2 separate regions of the Mus musculus genome follow, and region 2 is linked to region 1. The links are chromatin contacts, called in public Hi-C maps. All regions are on one chromosome and are shown on one strand. Each heading gives the region's core, a stretch centred on a gene start, on an enhancer-like site or on the middle of the called end of the contact. The rest is flanking DNA. Distances are from core to core; before and after follow the strand shown. Region 1 has its middle 4.5 kb from the start of Gm30160. Region 2 overlaps Mreg (melanoregulin).

The links. A called contact is a pair of places that touch in the nucleus more often than the background predicts.
Region 2: a contact with region 1 is called in a Hi-C map of liver, with 1.9 times the contacts expected there. The contact joins two enhancer-like sites. A contact is called at or near these places in 1 of 484 Hi-C or Micro-C datasets (liver) and 1 of 115 datasets of contacts at active chromatin or transcription factors (pancreatic cancer cells).

Annotation. Positions count from the first base shown.
Region 1 is chr1:71,720,648-71,727,201 of GRCm38.p6, reverse strand. No RefSeq gene overlaps it. Among named protein-coding and RNA genes, the nearest start is that of Gm30160, 4.5 kb to the left of the region's middle. Within about 2 kb of position 3,676, at least 28 of the 459 cell types and tissues checked have an H3K27ac peak or open chromatin away from gene starts, as enhancers often do. A contact at or near this core is called in liver, where this site is marked.
Region 2 is chr1:72,179,142-72,185,695 of GRCm38.p6, reverse strand. The region is part of intron 2 of Mreg (melanoregulin); the gene reads left to right. Among named protein-coding and RNA genes, the nearest start is that of Mreg, 30 kb to the left of the region's middle. Within about 2 kb of position 2,290, at least 79 of the 459 cell types and tissues checked have an H3K27ac peak or open chromatin away from gene starts, as enhancers often do. A contact at or near this core is called in liver, where this site is marked.

The sequences.
Region 1 (6,554 bases), core at 2,427-4,926:
ATATAGCATTGTTTGGAGTAAGTTGTGTTTGAGTCTACTTTAATTTTCTGTGTACTATAATAAAACTGGCCTCCATCTAAACTGTATGATGCTTTCTAAAAGGGGTTAGAAAGAGACAGAAGAGCTGGAGGGATTGACCAGTGGCTATGAGCACTGTCTGCTTTTCTAGAGGACCCAGGTTTGACTTCCAGCATCCGTACAGAGGCTAAAAACCACCTGTAACTCCAGTCCTTAGGGGATCTGATCCTTCTATGGGCACCAGGCACACACATCGTATGTAGACATACAAGCAGACAAAACACCCATGCATAAAAAAAAAGTAAATAAAAATTTAAAGCAAATAGTGAGGCACTATTTTTATGTTTTGGACACCCAGACAAATTGAAATTTTCCAAAGTGTTAATTGAGTCGTAATTCTTTACTGAGATAATCAAATGGTCAATAAGGTGGTCACTGTAGACATGTTAATTTTGTTATTATTGAATTGATCAGCTGGATTCCTGAGTTGGGAAAAGAAAGAATGCTTAAACCATACTGGTCCACACTGAGATTTTTTTTTTTTTTTTTTTACACAGAAGCATATCTGTTTAGGGGTCCACTAGGAGACTTAGCTTAGCCAGTGGGAAGAGAAAGAAAGAAAGAAAGAAAGAAAGAAAGAAAGAAAGAAAGAAAGAAAGAAAGAAAGAAAGAAAGAAAGAGAGAAAGAAAGAAAGAAAAAATGGGGAGGAGAGTCACAGAGCTTCTAACCCTTCCAAGTTCTCTGGCCCACTTGCTTGATGACCATGGTCTGTTTCAGTGAACTTTTATTATCTGGGGGGCGGGGGGCAGGGGGATGAAAAGGCTTGAGTTTTTGTTGTTAGCATAATTCTGAGATTATTAGCATCTATATACCTGTGTACTTTGCACACATGCGCGTGCACACACACACACACACACACACACACACACACACACACACACACACACGATTCGGGGCTTCCTTGTGTCAAATATAGAATTTAAAAAAAAAAAGAGACCATCATGTTAGTGTTAACATGGAACTCCCTGTTGAAAAGAGCTTTGGTTTTGATTTCATTTATTTATGAACACAAATTTTAAATTCTACGAATTGTGGACCTTCATTCATACTTGTTCTCTTAAAACGTGTTTCTGTCCTTACAGGCTTATAAGGAACAGTGCTACCTGTGGCACCAGTATTGTGTTCAAACACGCAGGAAGACCCAACATAATCCAACATTTAAGCAACTGCCTAAAAGTTTTTGCACAGTTAACAATTTACATTTTAGCGTGGCCACTCCTTCCAACAAGAAAATTTCCCCCATATTTGGCAGATGCCGGGTGAGGACTTGGCCTCTGCTTCTCGGATGGACAAGGAGAACAGCTGGTAGCAGACATGGTGTCACATACCTTCAAAGCTGGATGGCTGACCTTAGGTTACCTCTCTTCTCTTTTCCCAGTTAAGTGCTGCCAGTCTCTTCAACCCTTTTGTTTCAGTGCAGTTTGCCAATGCATTACTATTCCGTCTCCTCTGGATCTTCCAAAATTGAGGCGTTCCAAATTGAAAACTGTTTTCTTGTTGTAATACGACTAGTACTGAGTAGGGAAAGTACCATCTATTTGTCCATCCACTCATTGGCTAAGTTATTATGAAGTGTCTCTCCCCGATCCCCACCCCATACATCAAAGGGACCAGGTGCATCTTGCCACTATAGTTGCTGGATTTCAGAAAACACAAAGCAAGGCGCGTCATAAGGCCATGACTTCAGCAGTGAAAGAATTTCTCAGATGGGAGAAGGGCCGAGTGCCAGGTAACAAGCAATGTGTGGCCAGTTAGCTAATCCATCACCTATGAAACTTCGTTTTTGCCTTTTTATGCGCTTCTTATCAAGTCCTGCCTCTCTCTCATGTGCCTTTGCATATGCATGGGCATATGTGTATATGTGTGCCTGTGTGTATTTATGTGAAACCTGCAAGGCATTTTTTTATAGGCACATCTTTTTTATTTTATTTATTTGGTGGTGTTGCTGTCTTCAGACAAACCAGAAGAAGGCATCTGATCCTATTGCAGATGGTTGTGAGCCACCATGTGGTGACTGAGAATTGAACTCAGGACCTCTGGAAGAACAGTTAATGCTCTTAACCACTGAGCCATCTCTCCAGCCCCGCACATCTTTCCTTAAATCTTAAAAAACAAAACAAAAAACAAAAAACAATGTATACAAGTGTGAGGAGATCTAGTCAGCCTTGGGTGTCAGTCCTCACTATCTGCCTTGAGACAGAGTCTCCTGTTTTCTGCTATGTATTTCCAGGCTGGTCCAGGAGTGCAGATTTCTTTCTCTCCATCCTTTCACTTGATATAGGAGCACTGGACTACAGGGCATAGTGGGTTTTGGGGGAAGCTGTTTATTCACTGAGCTGTCTTCTCAGCCCCTGTTTCTCCAGTTTTAAATATGCAAAACTTCTTCATTAAATCTTCCATTTTGCTTATTTTGTTTCACGAAAGAACCAGACTCATGAAATTCTCCACATGTTAAAGTAAGAAACTTGGTGTTTAAAGCGCCTCTGGTTCCTCCACCTCCCACTCTTGGGCTCTCAGCTCTGCCTGGTAACTTTGTTGCTTCCTTTCTTCCCTCCATGTCGCCTGTTGTTTCTCTCTTAAGTAGTAAATGTAACAACCCGAGCACAGTTGAAAACATCAGATAGGAACAATGACTTTAGGTGCCTATAACCTCCAAACTGTGAAGCCATAGAGAAGAAAGGGAAGGTTATCAAATGATCAAAAAAAAAAAAAAAAAAAAAAAAAAAGACACAGCTTCTTGGACTGAAATTTTCAACAGTGCAAAATTTGAGATGTTTTTCTTTCTGAGATGAGCTGTGAGTTGTGTTTCATCAAAAGTAAAGAAGTTACTTTTGAAAATTGTCTCCACAGCTTAGGGAAGAAAAAAAGCCTAGATTCCCTACTTCAAAAGGAGCTCTTTATTAGTGTGTCTACTTGAGAAACAAACCCGGAGTCAGAGAGGGTAGACAGAGCCTTCCTAATTCAGACAAGCAGCAGCAGGCAGGCAGAGTCACCGCCAACCTGCTTGGCAAATTAGTGTTCGAAAATATTATGTCTCAAATGTAGGAAGTCTGCAGGCAGAGTGTTTGCGGTGTTATCAGACAAGAATCTCTGTGTACCTGGACTTAGTGTCCACTTCTCTTCAAACCCAAGGCTTTGCACTGAGTTATGTCAACATATGACTCAAAAGGGCCGGAAAGGGAAAAACAGGCACAAAGAGGGCTGTGGAGACAAGCGCAAATAAAAACATAAGCCAAAGTAAGCCTGCTTGTTCTGAGAACTGGGAGCGCTTCTTTTTGAACCAAAAGTGGAAAAAATAAATAAATGGACTCTATACATTCTAGTGACCTTTGTCTCATCTCAAGGGAATAAAAATATATAAAGAAAATATTCTAATATTCTAAATGATAAGTAAAATTTCCTTTTAATCCATACTGTCTCTAGAAAATGCTAGGTATGGGGTATGGGGCATGGCTCATGTAAGTGCTTGCTGTGCAAGCATGAAGACGCCCTGAGTTCAATATAGAGAATTCACATGAAAAAGCCAGATGGGGCAGTGTACACCTGTCATCCTCGGAATGGAGCTCACCGGCCGGCCAGCTTAGTCTGACTATGACGCTCCAGGCCACTAAAGTGAAAGAATCTGAGAAACTCTATGTGAGAGTGTCTGTCAGTCTCCATGTGCACATGCATGTGTGTGCACAGACATGCTCACACACACTCCTCTCCCCTAGATATTAGTTATGCATAGTATAGTCTCTAAGCGCCATCAGGAATTGGTGCTAATTTTACTGAACAGTTTATATATACAACTCTTCCAACGTTAAAACAGTGAGAGATAAATGATTGACAGGGACTGCTCCTGCTAGCATGAACCTCCCTGAGAAGCACTATACAGATAACAGGCACTAATATTTGCCTCAAATATTATGTGGTTCATTCTAGTACCATGCATACTTCCTCATTTAAATGAACTTATGTGTGTTAAAGGAGTACTTTTGTAAAATAGGAACCCTTTTATGTGGCCAACATTATGACCACCAGAAATGCTGACTACTAAGAAAAATATTTTAATTTTCTTTCTAGCATACAATAGTAATTATATCTTAACAAAAATGCAATTATTTCCGTTTGCTTTTAAGTGTCACTGTTGAATAAAGGCTCTGAGCCTGCTGGTCAGAGACTGAATTGAAAGTGACTTTTAAATAAAGCCCATAACTTACTGTGTGGACACAAGAAAGGCATTTACATAGCTATAAGATGAGCTAATCCCAGAGATGACAGAAAAAGGAAAGAATGATCAAAATACTTGGAAAATTTGATCTGCTTTGCTTGACAGCTTAGAAAACCCAATATTCTCTGCCTTAATATAATATGAAGTTATGCAATAATCTGCAACACATATAATAAACTCCTCAGTCTCAATTTGTCTGGCTCTAGAGATACAACTGATCGTGTAAAGGTTTGAATGCAAATGGGAGACATGAAAGACTGGATGTGGGTGGGCAGATGGCAAACTCTATTCAATTAAGCAAGACTGACTTCAGCATTCAACCAATTTAAAATTCTAATTGGAATCTAACAAGACATTTTTTCCTCCTCCTCCCTTTTATCCTCAAAATATCAAATCTAATATTTTTCACGTTCTATTGTATCTTAGGCAAGGTTCCTAAATATTTCACATATGTTCCTAGTGACATTTTGTACTCAGAAAGGGTAATGAAATGTTAGCGATTGTGAAATGCTAACGATCCAGGCATGCTATGTAATAACAATTCGTGTTTCTCAATCTGATAAACTGAGAAGGTCAAAAAAATGTGACTTTTCTTATTTTAACCAGACAATTATGGCATAAAATGAGCTGCTAGCTAGTCCAGTGTCTTCTCTATGACTTCTATTATAGAAGTGGTTTAACAACTTGCAAATGAAGAGATAACAGTGAACTAGTCTAAAGGCAGAATCTATTGCATATGTAGAACATCCCTATGTTAGCTTGATGAAGAGAAGATCAACTTTTCCACGATGGCAGCATCAGAACTGGGTTACTATCCCACTAGCTTGATGCACACTGGATGGTAAAGTCGATGGCTCACAGAACTCATCTTTGCTGAGGACTCTATCTATGCACTGATAACAGAATAGAGCCTTTCTGTCTAAAAGATACATTGTTTAAGATAGGATTTGCATTGGAATGGAACATGTGTTTTGAAGGACCATGCTAACATTCATGAGAACATCTCAAGAGAAGAAGAAAAAGGTTTAAGACAAATGTGGTGGGAAAGAAGACCAAAATCACCAGAAGGTCATGGAGAGCTAGTCTCCAGTCCTAGAAACTAGTCTATCTCTTAGTTAGGACCCAAACAGATCCCATTTTTGAGGTGGCTTTTATAGAGCAAATGAGAAGAATTTCTGCCTGTGGAATAGCTCTCTGCTTTGCCTGTGGAAAAAGACTTTCATTTATGATGTGGTCCCTATGGGCACTCAACGTTTCTTTATAGTAGGTAGCAGGATACATGGATGGATGAACGACACCCTGAATGTTTGGACACTACCCAGAACAAACTATGGCTTTTAGACATTGAGAAAAGGAGTTGAAGGCAGTGGCCATTTGTTTCTCCAACATAGATTTTTTTTTTATAAAATAGGGGTTTTACTAGGTAGCCCTGGCTGGCCTAGAACTCACAGAGACATGCCTCTTTTTGACTCCTGAGTGTTGCGATTAAAGGCATCTTTTACTATGCCCTGCCTCTAACATCTTCATACTGTTCTTCCCTCAAGTAAGAAGAGGGCTACTGCGGGTGGGCCAAACGTAAGGACAACTAGGGAACAGTGGAGCCATAGAGGATTGCGGCTGACAAGAGAGGCTTAGGAACCGCAGTCTCAGACATTTCCACTTCTCCATTTCTTTCTACACAAACCAGGGATTGTGTTACTCTCTAGTCTCTTAAACAATATTCACTGAATTTGGGGGGTGATCAATGAGATTATTACTTCTGCTTAGATATTTAATTCATCATCTGAAGGAAAGAGAACTGCTCACACTGGGTGGTTTTCTGTATATGGTATTAGTTATATCATCTTGCAGCAGATTCTCTTACCTGAACCAAATTTAGCCTTTTGATATCTAAGAAAATGTGTGTGTGTGTGTGTTTTCAAGACAGGGTTTCTCTGTGCAGCCCTGGCTGCTCTGGAACTTGATTGGCAGACCAGGCTGGCCTCAAACTCAGAGATCCACCTGCCTCTGCCTCCCAAGTGCTTGGGTTAAGGTTGTGTGCCACTAGGCTCAGCTTTCAAGGAAATCTCTTACAGATTACAGATTCATGTTATAGAATGTATTGAAGGGCTTTCTTTTAAAACATGTAGAAAGGCCAGGTATGGTGGTACATACTTATAATCTCAGTACCTGAGAGACATTCGAAGGTAGATATCTGTGAGTTCAAGGCCAGTCTGGTCTACATAGTTGAGGCAATCTAGGTCTATATTGTGAAACCTGTCT
Region 2 (6,554 bases), core at 1,041-3,540, 460 kb before region 1:
GAGACATAGACCACCTTGCCTTTTTCCTTCCTTCCTTCCTTCCTTCCTTGCTTCCTTCCTCCCTCCCTCCCTCCCTCCCTCCGTTCCTGTAAAATACACATAACAGCACTTACCATTTAATTATCTTCTCTCTTTTGAAATATATACAATGTGTTTGTGTGTATGTAATTTGTTTGAGTATGCATGTGGAAGCTAAAGACAACCCCAGGTGGTATCCTTCAGGTATGTCTACCTTGGTTTTTTAAACATAATCTCTCACTGACCTGGAACTAAGTAGACTAGACTGGTGGCTCACAAGCCCTGTCCCCACTCAGTGCAGGGATTACAAACATCTGCCCCCACCCCTGGCTTATATTCTTTTCTTTATCTTTTTTTTGGGGGGGAGGACACTGTATGTGCATATGGGGAGGACAATTTGTAGGAGTTAGTCCCCTCCGCCCTCTGCTTCCTGAGTGCTGATGTCATGAGCATGCGCCCTTACACCTGGATGTTTTATGTCCCTTAAAACAGAACGCTTGTGGAAGTCACGGGACAGCTTGTTGGAGTGGGTTTGGGGATTGAACTCAGGTTTGGCGGCAAGCACCTTCACCTGTGAGCCAGCTCGCCAGGCCATGCTTGCCCCTGCTTCCATTGGTTCAGGAGACGGAACTCAGGGCCTTATGCTTGCAGGCACACAGTCTCCCAGGGCATTTTCAACGCTGAATGTTCTGTGTAGTGACATTTAGCACGTTCCTAGTCTTTGGCAGCTATCTATTCTTTAGTCTCCAGGCCTTTGCGTATGTAAGTCTCAGGGCCTAAACTCAAGTCGTCAGATTTGCCAGTGAGCACTCTTACCTGCTGGGCCATCTCAGTAGCCTTTGCCTTTTGTTATTTTATTTTATTTTATTTTATTTTATTTTATTTTATTTTATTTTATTTTATTTTTTGTTTAGGAGTCTGTCTTTTTCCATTGTCCAGGCTGGCCTGGAAATCTCTCAAGCTTGTCTCAGGCTTGATAACCTCCTGCTTTAGGCTGCCGAACCTGCTGGGATTAGAAGGCAAGGGCCGCCATTGCTGTGGGGCTGTTTTTGAGGCTCTGTCCTCATTGACTTCCGTCTGAAGCTGCAGGAGGGAAGGTTTGTGGAAGTGGTAAATGTACTTACAAACACCAGCAGCTCTGTGATGTAGGCAGGACCAGCTGGGCAGAAACTGGCCGGCTTCCTCCATAGCCGTTGTGTCCTGTCCCTGAAGCAGAGGGCCAGGCCTCTGTGGGTTAGTGTGTGTGAGGAAGGCTCTTCTTAGTCGGCAGGTGGGCTCAAGACAATCTGCTGGTAAGATTCTACCTCCGGGTACAGAAGGCAGATGGAGTTGAGAAGAAACTAAAACTACAAATGTGTCTTAAAAGTCTTATTTTAAAAACAAACAAAGCAACCAACCAGTTGACCCTGTATACATTCAAAACACTGAGGACTAATGCCAAGCTTATTGAGGACCACTGCCCGGCTGATTGATTGATTGATTTATATTAAGGTTAATTTTATATGTCAACGTATTTGGGCTACAATGTACAGGTATTTGGCCAAATATTCTGGGGACTGGCCGGGTGGCTCAGTGGGTAAAGTGCTTGAGGATCTGAGTTCAGATCTCAGTTCCCATATTGAAAGCTGGCCGTGGTGGCGTTTACCTTCCAGCTCAGCGGTGAGGAGGTAGAGATGGAGGACCCCTGGTTCTCAGAGGCCAGCCTCTGCCTGTATCCCTGTTCAGTGATCACCGGGTTCCTTGATAGACCCTGCCCAACTGTGTGTGGTGCTGAGGATCCAGACTCAGGGCCTCCAGCGAGTGCAGCAAACGCTTTACCCGTCAGCCACTTTCCCAGTGAAAGTACAGTTAGTACATCACAAATGGCTGCTCTAGTAGGTGGTGTGCAGCCTGGCTAGAGAAGAGGATCATGGGTATATATATCTGAGAAAGGCTGTCTGTCTGCTTGCTGAATGGAAAGGTGTGCCTATCTCATCTGAGTACACAGATGCTGCTGTGCCCTTGTAGTTTCCTTACTGCCTGGATACAATTCAGATGTGTTACCTTGTCGTCATGGGCTTTATTTAAAGAAAAAATTCTCCCTAGTACTTATAGCATAATCCGTGATGATTTGCCCCCCCCCCCCGCTCCCCCCGCCCCATGCTTTTCTAAACTGATTGGCTTTGCTTTACTTGAGTGCTCTGGAAACTGGGTGGGGATGAGGGAGGGTGTGTGTCTATGAGTGGCCGAAGCAGGCTCTGTGGAACTCCTCCAAAGTGGACTGGCTCAAGCGTGATGAAGCCATCGGTCACATGTGTGTTTGCAGTGTCACGTTAGTCGCTTGCAGTGAAGCCAGTCGCTTACTCCAGAGCTTTATTGTAGCCTTCCCCCTCCCCCCCCCCCCACTCTGTCCTTGTAAACATTCCTGCCCTGACTCCTGCCCTCTGTCGGTCTTGCTTCTCTCAGAATAAATGAAATCAGCTCTTAATTGCTTGAGAGGCTCGCCACAGACCCACTGGGACCTCCTGCTGTCAGTGTGACTCAGCTGGGGATCACGGGAGGGTTCTGACGAGTATGCAGAAGAGGCTTGCGGCTTGTTTGCTGGCTTTGATTGCACCTGTGTGGGAAATAGGAGATCCTTCAGTTCTGGAGGGGGTGGAGAGCTGCAGCTCAGCCTTCAGGTCCCTAGGATACCGGGGAAAGGGATCATCAGGGTGCAGGGCTCCTGGATACCTGTTGTTCCATCAGCAATTGTTACGCATGCTGGTTTGGCTGTGCCACTTTATGGTTGTGCAGTTTAAGAGTCAGTCCATGTAGCTAATGAATACCAGCAGGCACAAATAATTGCCAAGTTTAATTATGGATCAGGTGAGGAAAAGTCACACCCAGCTTTTTTTTCCCCCCTAGTTTATTGTCTTTGTTATCAAAGCTCTTAACTCGGGGTGATTTTCTGTGGACCTGAGTTAAGACGAGCTGAGCTCCCCCTTCCCTAAGCCGTGTGTGTTTCGTTGTAAGCAGCTTCCAGCGTGCAGAAGTGTGTGTTGGGACCACAGGTTGCTAGTACTGGCTGTGCAGTGTGTGACTCAGATCCAGGAGATCTGACACCCTTGATGGTTACCCAGGCCCAGGTAACCCAGGCCAGCCATCCCAGAGGGGTGTGATGGACGCAGCCTTTCCTACAGCCACCGCATCTTATCTGTTCACTCGTCCAACGGAATGTGATTCTGTTTCTTCAGGCTTCATTTTTACCTGATTTTCTTTTTTTCCCCTAGCTTCAGTTGACCTTACCAGAAAAAATATTGAAAATAGGTGCAAAAGGGTACATCTAGACGTCCCTCGGGGACGTGGCCTTCTTAGCTATTCGCTCTGGTCTCTTTCCAAACGGCCACATAAACTTTGGGGGACTCTGAGGAGCTCTAAGAGTGGGGATGGCAGGGGCTTGCAGGAAAGACTTGAGACTGTGGGCTGGGTTTTAATCCAGGCTTGACAATCTGCAAAAATAAATAGTAAAATACTTGGTCATATTATATTGAGTATGCTCTTTTTGTGCATAAAGTTGGTAAATGTCACTAATTTTTTCTAATGGTGTGTGTGTGAGTGTGTGTGTATGTGTGTGTGTGTGAGTGTATGTGTGTGTGTGTGTGTGAGTGTCTGTGTGAGTGTGTGTGTGTGTCATTATCTGTGTTAGTGTGTGTGTGTGAGTGTCTGTGTGAGTGTGTGAGTGTGTATGTGTCAGTGTCTGTGTGAGTGTGTGTGTGTGTGTGAGTGTGTGTGAGTGTCTGTGTGTGTGTGTGTGTGTGAGAGTGTGTGTGTGTGTGTGAGTGTCTGTGTGTGTGTGAGTGTCTGTGTGAGTGTGTGTGTGTCTGTGTGAACTGCTGTGTGCAGTCACGTTTCATTGTGTCTTTGCTTCCCCAGGCAGAGGATTGGAAGGAATGGGTTATATGTAGGAATGGAAGCAGAGTCTTTGAAGTAGGATTGTCCTACCTTCTTGGTGATCAGAAAGGAGAGTGTCCTCTGCATGCAAAACTGTCCCTTTCATAATCTTTAAGGAATTCTCCAGTCGTAGCCTCCAGTGTGTTTGTCAACAAGTACCAGAACCTTGGGTTTTTTTTTTTTTTTCTTCTCTTCTCAGCTTTCTATGCAAGTGAGTGTCCACTTTGAGGCCTAGCTCAACTGGGAGTTTTTAAATAAAGCAGATGTTAGGAGGAATTCAGCTGGGAGGGGGATGAATTTAACCTGTATTGTGTTTTTTTTTAGTGTTAAGCACTCATTTAAACATTGTCCTATTTATTTTTATGTATGTATGTATGTAGGTGAGACACGTGAACGCCAAGGAACACACATGGAGGTCAGAGGACAGTCTCTAGAGTCAATTCTCTTTTTCTGCCATATAGGTATTATGGGTTAAATTCAGGTTGGCAGCAAGCAAGTGCTTTTACGCACTGGAGCTATCTCACTAGCCCCAAAGCATTCATTTCTTAACATTTAATTATTATTTTTTTTAATTTACTAATTTTGTTGTTTGATAGTTTCATACACTTGTATACATACATGATATATTCTGTTTACTTTACCCTCCCTCCAATTCATTACTTCATGGTTTTGTTTTGTGACCTATAGTTTAATCAGGGCCATTTGTGTAACCATTGGATTGGAATTCTCCCTTGAGACCTAATGGGATCCTCAGGGTTTTCATAGTCGAAGGCAGTGAATCTGCCTGAATCTAATCCTACCAGAGCGTTGAGCACGGAATGCCGGGCCCTCTGTATCCCCTCATCCATGTCTGATGGTTGCCGAGCCTAACCTTGTGTGCGCCTTGTGCAGTATCTAAAACTGCTGAGTTTGTGATTGGGATAAAGGTGTTTTGCCCTAAAGATGCCATTTTACTCCCAGCACTTGGGACGCAGAGGTAGTGAATTTCTGAGTTCGAGGCCAGCCTGGTCTACAGAGTGTGTTTCAGGACAGTCAGGGCTACACAGAGAAACCCTGTCTCGAAAAACCAAACCAAACCAAACCAAACCAAACCAAACCAAACCAAACCAAACCAAACCAAAAGATGCCATTTTACAGCCCGTCTCGTTCATTTTTCCAGCTCTTAATTTCTTCTGTCCCCTCCTCAGTGCTCCCTGAGCCTGTGTGAGAGAGGATGGCATAAATGACTCTGGGCTGCTACTTTGCAGCGTGGAGAGAAGAAACTGAACCCGTCCACAGCCATGCTCCATGTGAAGAGCCTGGTCTGCCCAGTGCGTTGCGTTCCTGCTGGGCTGTCAGGCACCCCCCCCCCCCCCCCGTGGGAAAGGCTGCCCTGACTTGAGGACTGACTTCCTTGGATTAAGGTTGAAACAGCGTCCCCACCTCCTGAACCCCACTAGCTTGGGATCCAGGATTCCCTGGGATGGAGACAAAGTCCTGAGGTTGGAGGCCAAGGCACCGCACACAGACAGTTAGCACCCAAGCAGTCTCTGAGGTGGTGAGGGCAGACTGTGGGCACCCCGGGGATGCCCAGAATGCCGTTCCCATCTGATAGACAATGTAGGGAATTGGAGAACTGGTGCCCTCCTCTCTGCTGGCAGATCCCTGGGTGATGTTGAAACACAGTCCTTCACCCCACTGCCTCTACCTGCTTCTCTGCCCTAGTTTCTAAAGGGCAGCTTTTGTTCTGTTTCTGCTGCTTCCTACCTCTTTTGACGCTTGTGGCTGCAGAAGGCTGAGGGCAGAGCGATATAAAACCACTGGGAAGCGAAGCGAGCAGAGCGTCTGCTCGTTCGTCCGTCCTTTTCCCTGAAGACCAAGACGTTCTCATCTGTCTTTCCTTTATTTGTCTGTCCCTGTCTTTATGGGAACTTCTCATCTGTTGCACTGGTCACTAGGAGAGCATTGGGTTCCTGGAGTTAGAGTTGTGGGCTCCCTGATGTGGGTGCTGGGAACTGAACTCTGGTCTTTGGAGTGAGCAGAAGTCCTCTTTCCTGCTGAGCCACGTCGCCGGCCTCACATGCTATTCACTTTAGTAGTTTAATATGTGGTCTAGTTTTTAATCTCTTACCTGTTGGAAGTGATCTTTGGGCTATATAGAAACTAGTAGGTGTGCACACTGAAACATTTCAGAGTGACACTCTCGCGGCACACTCTCCTCCCTCCACGTGCAGGTGGCCGTTCACTCTGCTGCTTTTCAGCCAGTTGTGGAAGCTGATGCTGTGCCTGATAATTAACATTCACTGTCTTACCCTGTTTTCTGTTGCTAAGAAGAATATCTGAGATTTAATAATAAGCAAATGAAAGACTTTTGTTCTGGATCCTGTTTGGGAGAGTGGTGCTGATAGGGGGGTCGGGGGCTTGTGCTGTCAGCTCACGGCAGACAGCAGAGTGGCAGGAGGGCAGTTTCAGAAGTACAGTACACCAGGGAGCCTTCACTTTATAATGACCCTTTCTGAGGCAACCAATTACAGTGGTTTGAGCAGAGTGCCCTCCACAGTCTTGGTTATGTGAACGCGGGGCTCCCATTTGCAGGTGCTGCTTGGGGCGGGGGCGTTAGGTGATCCAGCCTCGATGGAGGGAGT